2 separate regions of the Zea mays genome follow, and region 2 is linked to region 1. The links are chromatin contacts, called in public Hi-C maps. All regions are on one chromosome and are shown on one strand. The core of a region is the stretch at or near the end of the contact, and the rest is flanking DNA. Distances in the headings are between cores, read along the strand shown. Region 1 has its middle 160 kb from the start of LOC103629174. Region 2 holds the start of LOC103629174 (trihelix transcription factor GT-3b).

What was found. Hi-C and Micro-C count contacts between places; a contact is called where the count stands out from the background.
Region 2: a Hi-C map of leaf shows a contact between it and region 1, with 5 times the contacts expected there. The contact joins the promoter of LOC103629174 here to the enhancer-like site in region 1. A contact is called at or near these places in 3 of 25 Hi-C or Micro-C datasets (ear, leaf and tassel).

The regions. Positions count from the first base shown.
Region 1 is chr6:33,310,302-33,316,441 of Zm-B73-REFERENCE-NAM-5.0, forward strand. No RefSeq gene overlaps it. Among protein-coding and RNA genes, the nearest start is that of LOC103629174, 160 kb to the right of the region's middle. Within about 2 kb of position 3,885, at least 11 of the 20 cell types and tissues checked have an H3K27ac peak or open chromatin away from gene starts, as enhancers often do. A contact at or near this core is called in ear, leaf and tassel, where this site is marked.
Region 2 is chr6:33,466,726-33,472,865 of Zm-B73-REFERENCE-NAM-5.0, forward strand. It overlaps LOC103629174 (trihelix transcription factor GT-3b), which reads right to left and starts at 3,195. Exons shown (of 2, transcript XM_023300439.2): 1 at 1,834-3,195. The coding sequence starts at 2,969. The coding sequence ends at 1,962.

The DNA.
Region 1 (6,140 bases), core at 2,635-5,134:
AAGGTAGGAGGACAGTTCAGAGTCTAAAGAACTTATGCATGCACCAGAGCTTGCTGCCTGTAACAATTCAGATGCTGATGTTCCCCTAGACAAGTTAGGAGGAGTAATAGGAGGAGTATACTCATTTTCAGATCCATAGATCCAGCTCCATTGTTGTTTCCTCTTACCAGTAATAGATGTTGTAGGAGTGGTCCTCTGTAGTTTAACTGCACCAAACTTAGCATCATATTTAGTAAACATTACAGTCAGTTCAGATCTCACATTAGAATAGAAATTTGAGTAGTCAGTACCAGTTAGCCCAGACAATATCCTCAGAAAATTATGAAAACCTCTAATCTTTGCTCTAGGGTCCAGTATGAAAGCAAAAGCATATAACATTGGAATATCCCTCCAGTACTTAAGGAATTTAGACTTCATAGGAAAAATAGCATTTCTAAGCAAGTGATCATTGTCATACTCATTTAAATGTTTAGCAATATCAAGTATGTTATGCAATATCAGAGGAGATGTGGGATAATAAACACCAGAAAGGGATACAGTTGCATCATAGAACAATTCCAAAAATTCTAGAACCTTTTCAGCCACATACCAATGAGCCTCTGTTAATAGATCAGGTTCACCAGGCTTTCTAGGGTAATGAGTATGCATGAAAACAGAAAATGTCGACTTGTATGGAACTAAATGCTTAAGCATGAGATATGTAGAATTCCACCTCACATCCATGTCTAGCCCAAACTTACGAGGGCGTACATCCATAGCAACACAGTAACTCTTATAAGCAGCAATGCGCTGATTAGAGGAGTTTAGGAATGCAATAGCAGTTCTAAATGCTTCAATGTAAGGCTTAAGTCGTTTCAAGCCAGACTTGACAATAAGATTGATAATGTGGCATGCACAACGTTGATGCAACAAAAGACTACCAACGTAACCAGACAGTAGAGGTTTAAGCTTCTCCATAGCTCTAGAGTTAGAAGATGCATTATCCAAAGTGATAGAGATCACTTTGTTAGTGCATGCAAAATCATCAATAACAGTATAGATATGGCCAGCAATGTTGACACCAGTGTGAGCAGACTCTATGAGCCTAAGGCCAATGATTCTCTTTTCTAACATCCAATCCTTATTAATGTAATGAGCAACTACACTAAGGTAGTCCTCTTTAGCATTTCCTGACCAAATATCAGAAGTAATCGCAATAGACGAAGCAGACAACAAGCAATCAGCTATAACCTTACGACGATCAGTATAGTACTTAACCATATCCCTAGATGTAGTTTGTCTGGTCACAGATTTGAAGCCAGGATTGTGGGATAATTTTATGTACTGCTCAAAAGCAGAGGACTCAGCAAAATTTAGAGGAAGATCAAGCCTGGCAATCAACCTACACATCTCTGTTCTAGCACGATGGGGACAATAATCAAAATTACGAACAGAACCATCAGGGTTTAACTTAATCATGGACTGCTTGCCCATCCTAGCATGTTTTACTTTGCAATCACGTTGATGCCTAAGCAAATGGCCAGTACCACTAGAAGACACAGCAGACAAAGTTTGTTTGCACCAGTGACACTTCCCACCAGTCCTTACCCTCTTGCCGTTCTTAATCGTGTACACAGGCTCAAAATCATCCCATACCTTTGAGGTGTTACACCTCTTGCGGTCGCTGGAGCCCTGACCAACCTCAGCAGGAGCTTCTGCGCCTAGGCCAGCGCCAGATTCCCCGACGGCGAGGTCGATAGGAACTGCAGCACTACTACCACTGCCACTAGCATGGTCGGTAGTGGTAGTAGCACGGCTCTCAGGGACTCCAGGTTCTCCGAGCAGCCTCAAATCGTGGTTGATGGAGCGACTAATGTCACCACCACCGTCCTCCATCGCCGACGCGTCGGTTCCTCACGGCCTACAAACAAAAGTGACGCGGAGATGTTAGCTACTGGCCTACTGCTACTGGCTACTGCCTACAACAGATCCGACTATGGTGAGGTCGTGAGGAGGAGGTGTTACCTACGCGGCTTAGGAATGAAGCCGGTCTGCCGGAGCACCGATTCCGTCGACGATGGGCCACAAAAGAGACACCAAAGAAGACAGAGATGGAGAGAGATCCTTGCAGAGGACTAGAGGAGACACAGAGACGCGGGGAAGAAGACGGAGAGGAGGCGGATCCACGGAGAGGCGGGGAAGAAGACAGAGAGGAGACAGAGACAGATACCGTGACCGTGGAGAGGCGTGGGCGTGCGACGGAGACGGATCCACGGAGACGGGCGGCGCTACGGACCCACGGTCCACGGATCCACGGAGATGGGCGGCGCAACGGACGCACGGATCCACGGAGAGGCGGGGAAGAAGACGGAGAGGAGACAGAGACAGATACCGTGACCGTGGAGAGGCGTGGGCGTGCGACGGAGACGGATCCACGGAGACGGGCGGCGCTACGGACCCACGGTCCACGGATCCACGGAGAGGGGCGGCGCAACGGACGCACGGATCCACGGAGAGGGGCGGCGCCACGGAGAGGGACGGATCCACGGAGAGGCGCGCGGTGGAGAGGCGCGCTGGAGAGTGGAGACTGGAGATTAGGGTTAGGGTTTCGGGGAAGAGAAATGCGGCTGGGGGCGGGGGCGGCTGGGGCCTGGGGCAACGGATGTGGGCAAGGGCATGTGGCGCTCGCCTCGCGTAGGCTTTAAGCTGCCTGCGCTGCGTGACCGCGGTCCGCCGTCCGCGAATGTGGCCTGTGTACTGCTACTGGGCTGGGCTGTGCGCAAGTTAACAGATACGGGCTCTAACCGGGCCTGGGCTAAAATCCGTGCCGTGCCGTGCTAGCCCAACGGGCTGAATAGTGTGCACGAGCCCGGCACGCCTATTCGGGCCGGGCTGGCACGGACCCGGTTAAAACGGGCCGGACCGGGCTCGTGCCGGGCCTAGGAAGCGTGCTTTCGTTCGTGCTTTCGTGCCGCGGGCTTTCTGTACATCTATAGTTAGCCCCTCTAACTTTCGACGGGCACGCTGGCTTTAACTTTCGATGGTGCCGTCTAAATTTATTCTAATTTTCGACCGGCTCTTTTCGAGAGTGTAACTTCTGACTATTTAAGCTCTAGAAATTTTATTAGTTTCTTATAGTGGCAAACCTCTTGGAAGTTGGAACACACATCACTCAAACATGCAGCAGCAGCCGTTTGAGAGCCGTCAGTAACATTCATCATCCATGAAGGTGGTGTAAATAAGCACTGTAGCTTTCATGGCGATCAGAAGATCACCCTGGCAGTAATCAGTAGACTAGTGTTTCTCCTTCGATGTTCTGATGGAGACTTGGTAATAACTTATCATGACGTCGGAGACGCCCTCGCACGCTCCATATGCGTGCGCTCCCCTGTTACCTACCTAGACCTTGACGATGGTCGCTTTCCCGTTCTTCTTCTTCTTGACCTTGAGGCGGATCTTACGGGCGCCGCCGTCGTCCGCTGGGCCAGCGGCGGCGGCGTTGTCCGCGGACGCGGCGAAGGACGTGGACGCTTCGTCCTCGGGCTTGGGCTCCTTGAGGCCCTTCAGGAGCAGCTCGGGCACCACCCAGTTGGACACGAAGTAGAAGAGCAGCATCAGGGCACTGACCGGGACGAGCGAGGAGACGTCGCCGGTGTCGGCGGGCGAGCCGGGCACCAGCTTGGGGCTCAGGATCTCGCTGATGACCTCCGCCGAAGGCAGGGCCCGGATCCTGCCGCCGGCGCGCGGCTGCCGGTGCCGCAGGCCCGCCGCTCCGACCCTCCGCCGCTGGCCATGCGCGGGAGCAGCTGCTGCTGCTGCTGGGCGCTGCAGGGAGTGGGAGGTGAGCGCTGCCGTCTCCATGGATAAGAAAGGAGATGTTTTTAGCTAGTGAGCAGTGAGCACTGAGCAGTGAGCCTGAGCGAGCACCGCAGCCTCTTGGACGGATTAGATAACGCAACGCGCCTTATCTGCTACTGCGAATGCTCTACGCGCCCGCCATTCTTCTTTTTATTTGGTGTTAATTTCAAAGCCTGAACAAGCATTTTCCGGCCCAGCTCCGATCGGCACGTGGGCCATTTCGAGCTAAATCCCAGCTAGTATCACTTGAAGCCAGTTTCATTATTGGGCCTTAGAAATAAATTGTAAATTTTCTTCCACACATTAGTTATTGGTAATGTATACCTCTATCTCTGTCTATACTATATTAAAACAACAGTTTCAACGACCTTTCTACCTCACCCTTCCCTCTTAAGGCAAAAATAAAATAAAATTAGGGAAAAGCTAACGGACGCGCGCGTGTTTCTGTGGCTGTTTGTGCTCGCCTTGTGCGCCGTCCGATCGGGGTTCCTTTTCACTGTTTGATTTTGGTATTCTCGCGCCTCTTCACTTTCCCATTTTGTCGCATGTGTCACAGAAGCAGGCAAGCAGCTGTCCTCTTCACCTCCTTTTCCTTGTCTCGCTCGGTCGCTTCCCACTGCTGCTGCGCGCGCGCCGTCGTCGCTCCCCACTGCTGCGCGCGTCGTCGTCGCTCCCCACTGCTGCGTGCGCGCCGTCGTCGCTCCCCAGTCCCCACTGCTGCCGCGCGTGCGCCGTCGTCGCTCCCCAGTCCCGCTGCGCGCGCGCCGTCGTCGCTCCCCACACTGCTGCCGCGCGCGCGATGAGTTGTAGTCGCGGGCGAGGTGGCTCCGACGAGGTCCATGGAGGTGGTCGAGGCGGCTGTGACGGGATCCATGGCGGAGGGCGAGGAGGCTCCGTCGAGGTCCATGTTGGAGGGCGAGGAGGCCCCGACTGGATCTATGGCGTGGGGCGAGGTGGCTCCGACGAGGTACATGGCGCGGGTCGAGGCAGCTGCGATTTCGACGAGGTCCACATCGGAGGGCAAGGGGGCCCCGACTGGATCTATGGCAGGGGGCGAGGTGGCTGCTGCAGGATATATGGCGGGGGAGGGGGAGGCCCGATGGGATCCATGGCCAGGGGTGGTGGAGGTGGCTGCGACGGTATCCACGGCAGAGGGCGAGGAGGTCCCGACGGGATCCATTTTTGCTGTCCGGCGACAGCAACCTGTGGTGAAGCAGGCGGGTCTGGAGTTCCACTGCGCGAAGATTGTGTCCCGGCCTCTGGTGGCACTGTCGATCCGGTGAGGGTGCTCTTCGTTTTACTTCATCTTTCCTGTGCTCGAGTATATTTTCCTAGTTCTACTGTTTTTTTTGGGATGTTCAGTATGGAGTGTGTGTTCTTCTGTTTCTATTAGCAAAGGAACAAATCATGCAATTCTAGTTAAAATTTGTCCCAGTATATTTGAGGATAGCATAGGTATTGTTGAAATTTATATATAGTTAATGCATGCAATTTTGAAGTTGTAATTTAGCATTGAAATCTATGTGCGATGTCTGTGCCTTGATGGAGATGAATGAGTGTGAGATGTCTGTGCGAACTGTGATGTGGTTCTTTTTATAAAGGAAAGCTAGGTTGCTGCCTGGATTCTCTCTTGGATCCATCAGCCAGGGATTCAGACTTACATATATATGTTGCAGCTATGTCTGGTACTATATAAATAGGCAATGGAAAAAACGATTCAGTATAGCCGTATATATAGGAACAACACTGTAACTGAAGAACAGTGGCAAGTGTTGTGATCTTTCCTGTGAAGCAGCAGACAGCTCCTACTTTCTTTGTGGTGATGGTGCATACTAATGCAGAGAGGGACAGAGAGAACCAAGAGCTGCTACAGATTAAAGAACTGAATTGGGTGTATTCTAGAATGTTGTTCAGGGATTTGGAATAAAAGGAGCCTGATGGAGGAAGCTTGAACATTTTTTAGGCTCATCTGCTCCTAGAACTGGACAGGATGATGTCCTGGTCAATTATTAACTCCATTAACTTGCTGCTACTGTTGGGTTATTCCTGTCCTGGTTCATTAAATTGCCATTGTTGATTATACACTAGCTACTAGCTGCATCTTTCTGATTCATGCGAGCATATTGAGGCCTGTCTTGTCTCTTGGTCTGCAAGCTAGGAGGCAAAGTGGCTTCAGAGCTACAAAAAATGATTTTATATGGGATGGAGCTGCAGACTTTAATTATAGTCGTGGAGCAGCACATACGTGTATTTTTGTTTTTTCAGTTTTTTGGTTGAATTTTTACCTTATGTTATCTCATGTT
Region 2 (6,140 bases), core at 1,945-4,444, 160 kb after region 1:
ATGTATATGCAGTTGATACCATGCATTTGGCTTTCACCCAAAGGATTCGCACAAGCCACACTGGCAGTTTTCCTTGAAAGAAATGGCAGTTCTATTTACGTATCTACTGATGACAAAAGCACAGATCTAGCTAGCTAGCTTTGATGGATTTTATTAGCGTATGAATGATGACTGAACCCACATATACAAACGTATAAATAAACATTAATTGTAGAAGAGAACCTGACATCACTTGCTGGTCAACTAGCTACGCCCCCCCCCCCCCCTCTCAAATAATATAATGTAGTGTAAGTATAATATAGTAATGTATAGGGCCAGCAAATTCATTCTCGGCCGAACACGCATATGGTGCGCGTACACATGTAACGCGGTTTCATACTACGACGCTTTTACGCACACACTGTGCATGCATGCTGATGGGTTCATACTAACCACACGCATGCGCGCGCGCGGCGCGCCCACTGTCTGCAAGAGACGCCATGATGCATTCCACGACACGCGGTTCACACATCATTAGGGAGGAGATGATCATGTAATTGACACTAGTTATTATCGTTTCAAACACAAGCAAGCACACCTCATAGAGATTAGAGACTAGATGCTGATTAGCTAGTTGCTACTTTGGTTGGTCGTGTGTATATATGCAGCAGTAGTGGCTTCTACTGGACACCTCTGACTTTTTTTCCCCTAAGGTAGAAGAGTATGCATATGCAACGGGAAGGCCGCAGGGGCATCGATACCCTTCCCTCGATCCTTCCTGTATGATAAGCTAGCGCAAAGCAAAGCAAAGCAGGCTCCTGCACCCTCTACCAGCAACCATGTGCTTCTAGCTAGTATCCACCATGCATCCTCTCTCTCTCCCTTTCTTGATCATCTATCCTAGCCGGCCAGTCCAATCCTACAACTTTTCAGATGCAAATCTCTTTTCGCTAGTGAGATGCATATCTTTACCCATGCAACTGAAGAGAGAGAGAGAGGAAACGGAGCAAGATCTTGCGGCTACTAGGCCGTGTCGCTCAAAAGCTACGCAGGGCCTGCAGAGACATATCACCACACACACCCGTTTTCGAGTGGATCGGAAAAGCACCGACCATGGTGCGGGAGGTCCTACGGATCATCTTGTAAAGACTAAAGACGACGGAGGAAAGAGGAGGCCTCGAGATCGATCTCTATATATGGGGAGAAGTACCAAGGAGAAGCTAAGAGCATGCATCCATCCTTCCGATCCATGCACTTGTAAAGCCAGAAAAAGCTCAATAAGCCGATCCTGAAGCTGAGGATATGATGAAATTAGCTAAGCCTACTTATAGTATCAGTGATGGCTACTAAACAAATATGAGATTGCATGCATGGTGAGCTGCAATATATAGATCATGAAACCCTTTTCACCACCTACCTAACAAGCATATATATATGCCATGTATACACATCACCTCATGCATGCATTCTAGCAGAGAAACCCTAATCAACAAAGATCATGGGGGTGATGCATGGACATGGATGGATTGATCGATCACTGCACCGGTGGTCGATGTCCATCTAAATATGTAAAGTAGAGTAGCTATCCGGCCGACGATGCGCACGCTTCGCGGTGAAACATCGTTTTTTTTTCCTTCTCCTGAGCAAGAATCCAACAAACAAGTAGTGCCACGCATCAGAAGAAGATTTATATGATCGATCGACTAGCTAGTGCTAGCTAGCAGTAGATCGATCGATCGATCGATCGACGCATGGAGGCTTATGCATGATGGAGGTAGCTAGCTTTGGTGAAGTTGTGCACTACGGATGATGAGCGAGTAGGAGTAGGGCGTGCGTGGGTTGTTTGGTCCGTACCGGTGGGCGGGGGGTCGAAGGATTCGCCGATTCGGATGGACGAGCTGGTCGCGTGGCGCGCGCGCGCGAGGGAGACCATCGATCGATGGATGATGCATCATGCATGCCGATCGACGCAGCACGACACGTCAGCAGTCGGCGCCGCCGAGCTTGGCGAGCAGCGCGGCGACGAGCTGGTGGCGGCGCTCCTCGCGCTCCTCTGCGCGCGCGCGCAGGGCGTCCTCGCGCTCCCGCCAGCGGCGCACGAGCGCGAGGCGCTCCTCGCCCAGCGCGACCATGGCGGCGCGCCACTCCTCCTCGCGCGCCCGGCGCTCGGCCTCGCGCGCCTCGGCGGCCTCCGCCCAGCGCTCCTCCATCTCGGCCTGCCGGCGCATGAACTCCCGCAGCATGGCCTCCACCTCGCCCTGCCCCGCCGCGGCCCTAGCGGCGGCGGCGCGCGCCTGCTTCCGCCTGCGCTTCTTCGCGCCGGCCCTGCCGCCCGCGTCCGCCGCAGCAGGCAGGCCCCCGCCGGCCTCCTCGTCGCCCGCCGCGGCCTCTTCGTCCTCGTCCTCTTCGTCGTCGTCAACATCGGCGGCGTCGTCCCCCTCGCCGGCGCCTTCGTCGTCCAGCGCCGCCGCCGCCGCCGTGCGGACGCCCTTGCCCTTGGCCCTCTTCCTCTCCAATGCCTGCGCGCGCTCGGCCCTGGCGTCGAATATCCGCCGCACCTCGTCGTGGAACGGGAACTGCGGCCTCGGCTGCTGCTGCTGCGCGGAGGCCGGGTCGGCCGCGGCGGCGGCGGCGGCGGCCTCGGTGCCCTTGAACCTGGTGACGAGGTTCTTCCACTTGGACTTGCACTGGTCCGGGGTGCGCGCGAAGCCCTGCGCGTGGAGGCGCGCGGAGACGGCCTCCCAGAGCGCCTTGTTGCGCTTGGTGGTGAGGAAGGAGTGATCGAGGTCGGCGCGCACGGCGAGGAAGGCGGCCGTCTCGGCGTGGGACCACTGCGGGAGGCGCTCCCGCTCGAGGCTCGCGCTGGAGGCGGCGGAGACGGAGGGCAGCTGCGGGGGCGGGGGCGGCAGGGGAAAGTGCGGCGGCGACGGGGAGAGGAGCGGGTGGTAGGGATTGGAGAAGGAGCTGTTGAGGTGGTGGAAGGGATCCATGGCGGAGGCGCGCGGTGGGGATGGTTGGATTTGGACGCGGGGGGAGGGAGACGGAGGACGGCGGCAAAAGTGGAGCGGAGGGATGATGTGATCGAGGCCAAGGGCGGCGTGCGGGCGGTCAGGTCAGTGGTGGGAATTGGGATGGAAATGGAAGTCAAGAGCAGGAGAGGAGAGGAGAGACAGCCGGGTTGGCCTTGGCCTTGCCGCACACGGGACCAAGACCAGTAGACCACCACCAAGAGAAGGCAGAGAAAGAGAGGTGTTGTTGGACGCCTGCTGCTGGGGTGCTGGGTTTCAACGCGGAAACGGCTTGCTTTCATATTGCTTTTTCTTCGCAAGATCTGGATCCTATGCGCCGCTCGCCCTGCCTTCATTCATGCTTCACGCCACACCAATAATCAGTCCCCACGTAATCCTGCGCATTCTACCCAGTCCTAACCTAAGACACTATTTATAGTCATTTCCTCTCCAGTACAAAAATTAATATTATTAAACTAAATTTAATACTCTTCTTCTTTGGGATATCGTGTTGAAACAAAGTCTTATGCAAAACACATCTTTCTTCGTTTATTGTTTGCCACATCATATTTTAGGCTATGTGGCAGCTAAATTAATGCTATAGAAACTGGATGACGTGAAGGGTTGGAACTGCTCTAAGGGCTCTTTTGGAACAAAGAGAAACTTCTTGAATCCTACATTTATCTTGTGTTTTTGAACTAATTCCTGTAAAATTTCTATACCATTCCTATGAAATTCCCGCGTTCCAAATATCGAGTGGATATCTCACTTTGATCAACGTTTTAAGTCCCTCTTTGGCAGGGCTTAAGCTCCTCTAAAAACATCTCTAGCTCTAGCTCCGCTCGTTCATATTGGCTTCTCCGGAGGAGCAAGAGCCATTTTGCAATTCATTTGGCAAAACAACTTCTCCCGTGTGTTCTTTAGAATGGTGTACGAGGAAAATGTCCATAGTGTCCATGTCTCATTTTTTGGTTGTACATGTATAAGAGGCATAGTTGTATTATGTACGAATATTAGAACATCAAACATGGTCATATTGTACATAAGATTGTGTCATACTTTTCAAATTTATACATCCATATAGGCAATTTCATACATCATGTTCAAGAAGACCTAAAAAGAAAGATTGTTTTTGCAATGCCATCATGAAATCTATCCATGGAGCGATCGTTGGAGTACAGACATTATATGTCGGATGCATTTCTATATCTAGATGGAATGGTTGGCACGCATTTGGGGTTGTGATTGAAAGGGAAATGGACTTAATCATTTCCTATAATCGATTTTGGTGATTGACGACCAACACAAACCACGTGGACTAACTAGTTTGTCTAGATGTCATTTATCTCAGGTGCATAGGGTTCAACACAAACCAAGAAAGAAATTCAGTTAGGGACTCAATCAAAAATTGGAGCAAGACTGAGAGTGTGCTGCCAAGTGGCGCACCAGACACTGTCTGGTGTGCACCGACACATGTAGCCAGCGAACCAGCCACTCTCGGGTTTCTTCTGGGCACGCTCCACTAAAATTCACCGGACTGTCCGGTGAGCCAGCGGAGCAACGCCCCCCCTGCGCGCCAATGGTCGACTGCTCAGATGAACAGTGGTGAATAGTGGCGCACAGAAGTCAAAGGTCACAGGACTGTCCGGTGCAGCAAAAAGACAAAACACTCCAACGGTCAACAGCTCCAAACCCTAACGGACGCGCTAACGTGGCGCGCACCGGACAATAAACAGTGACTGTCCGGTGCACCACCGGACTATTCGGTGCGCCACCAGACTATCCGTTGCGCCCATCGACAGCAAAGTCAGCCAACGGCTAGGAAGTGGTTGGGGCTATAAATACCCCCAATCACCTCATTCAAAGAAATCCAAGTGTTCTGAATTCAACATTCGATACAAGAGCAAAAGACTTCACTCCAAGACACATTCAATAGATCAAAATCCTCTCCATGTCCCAAAATCAACTCCACCACTTAGTGACTTGAGAGAGAGTTTTTGTGTTCATTTGCGCTCTCATTGCTTGGATTGCCTTCTTCCTTTATCATTCCAATTCTTAAGTGCTTTGTAAAGCTAAGCAAGAGACACCAAGTGTGTGGTGGTCCTTGCGAGGTCTTAGTGACCCATGTGATTAAGAGAAGGCTCACTCGGTCTAAGTGACCATTTGAGAGAGGGAAAGGGTTGAAATAGACCCGACCTTTGTGGCCTCCTCAACAGGGACTAGGTTCTTTGGAACCGAACCTCGGTAAAACAAATCACCGTGTTTACTTGTGTTGATTTCCATTTGATTTGTTTTTCCTATTTCCCCTCTCTAATGTTTCCTTGCTAGTATTGATTTGAGTTTGTTCCCAAATGTCATCCGCATCATTTGAGCAACTCGTGGCAATTGAAACAATCTTTCACCTCGGATTTAATTCTAACTCTAACCCCCGGCCTAAGTGTGTGTTTAAGTTTATAAATTTCAGGTTTCGCCTATTCACCCCCCTCTAGGCGACTTTCAATTGGTATCAGAGCCAGTGCTTAATTAAGAGTCTAACAAACTCGAAGTGATGTCTGGAGATCACACCAAGAGGGAGATCGTGACCGGCGACAAGCCCGCGGGCTCGGGGAAGACTCTCTCAAGGGAGTTCGGCAACAAGTATAAGGAGGAATCCTCTTCCTCCATCAAGTCACATAGAAGGGGTGACAAGAAGAAAAAGAAGATGAAGAAGGTGGTCTACTACGAGACCAATTCTTCAACACCCTCTACCTTCGGCACCGAGTCATCCACTACTTCTATGTGCCATGAGCGCAAGAAGTATAATAAGATGCCACTACGCTATCCCCGTATTTCCAAGCGCGCTCCTCTACTTTTCGTTCCCTTAGGCAAACCACCATATTTTGATGGTGAAGATTATTGTATGTGGAGTGATAAAATGAGGCATCATCTAACCTCACTCCACGAAAGCATATGGGATATTGTTGAATTTGGAGCGCAGGCACCACAGGTGGGGGACGAGGACTATGACTCGGACGAGGCTGCCCAAATTAGGCACTTTAACTCCCAAGCAACTTCTATACTCCTCGCCTCTTTATGTCGAGAGGAGTATAATAAGGTGCTAGGATTAAAGAACGCCAAAGAAATTTGGGACGTCCTCAAAACGGCGCACGAAGG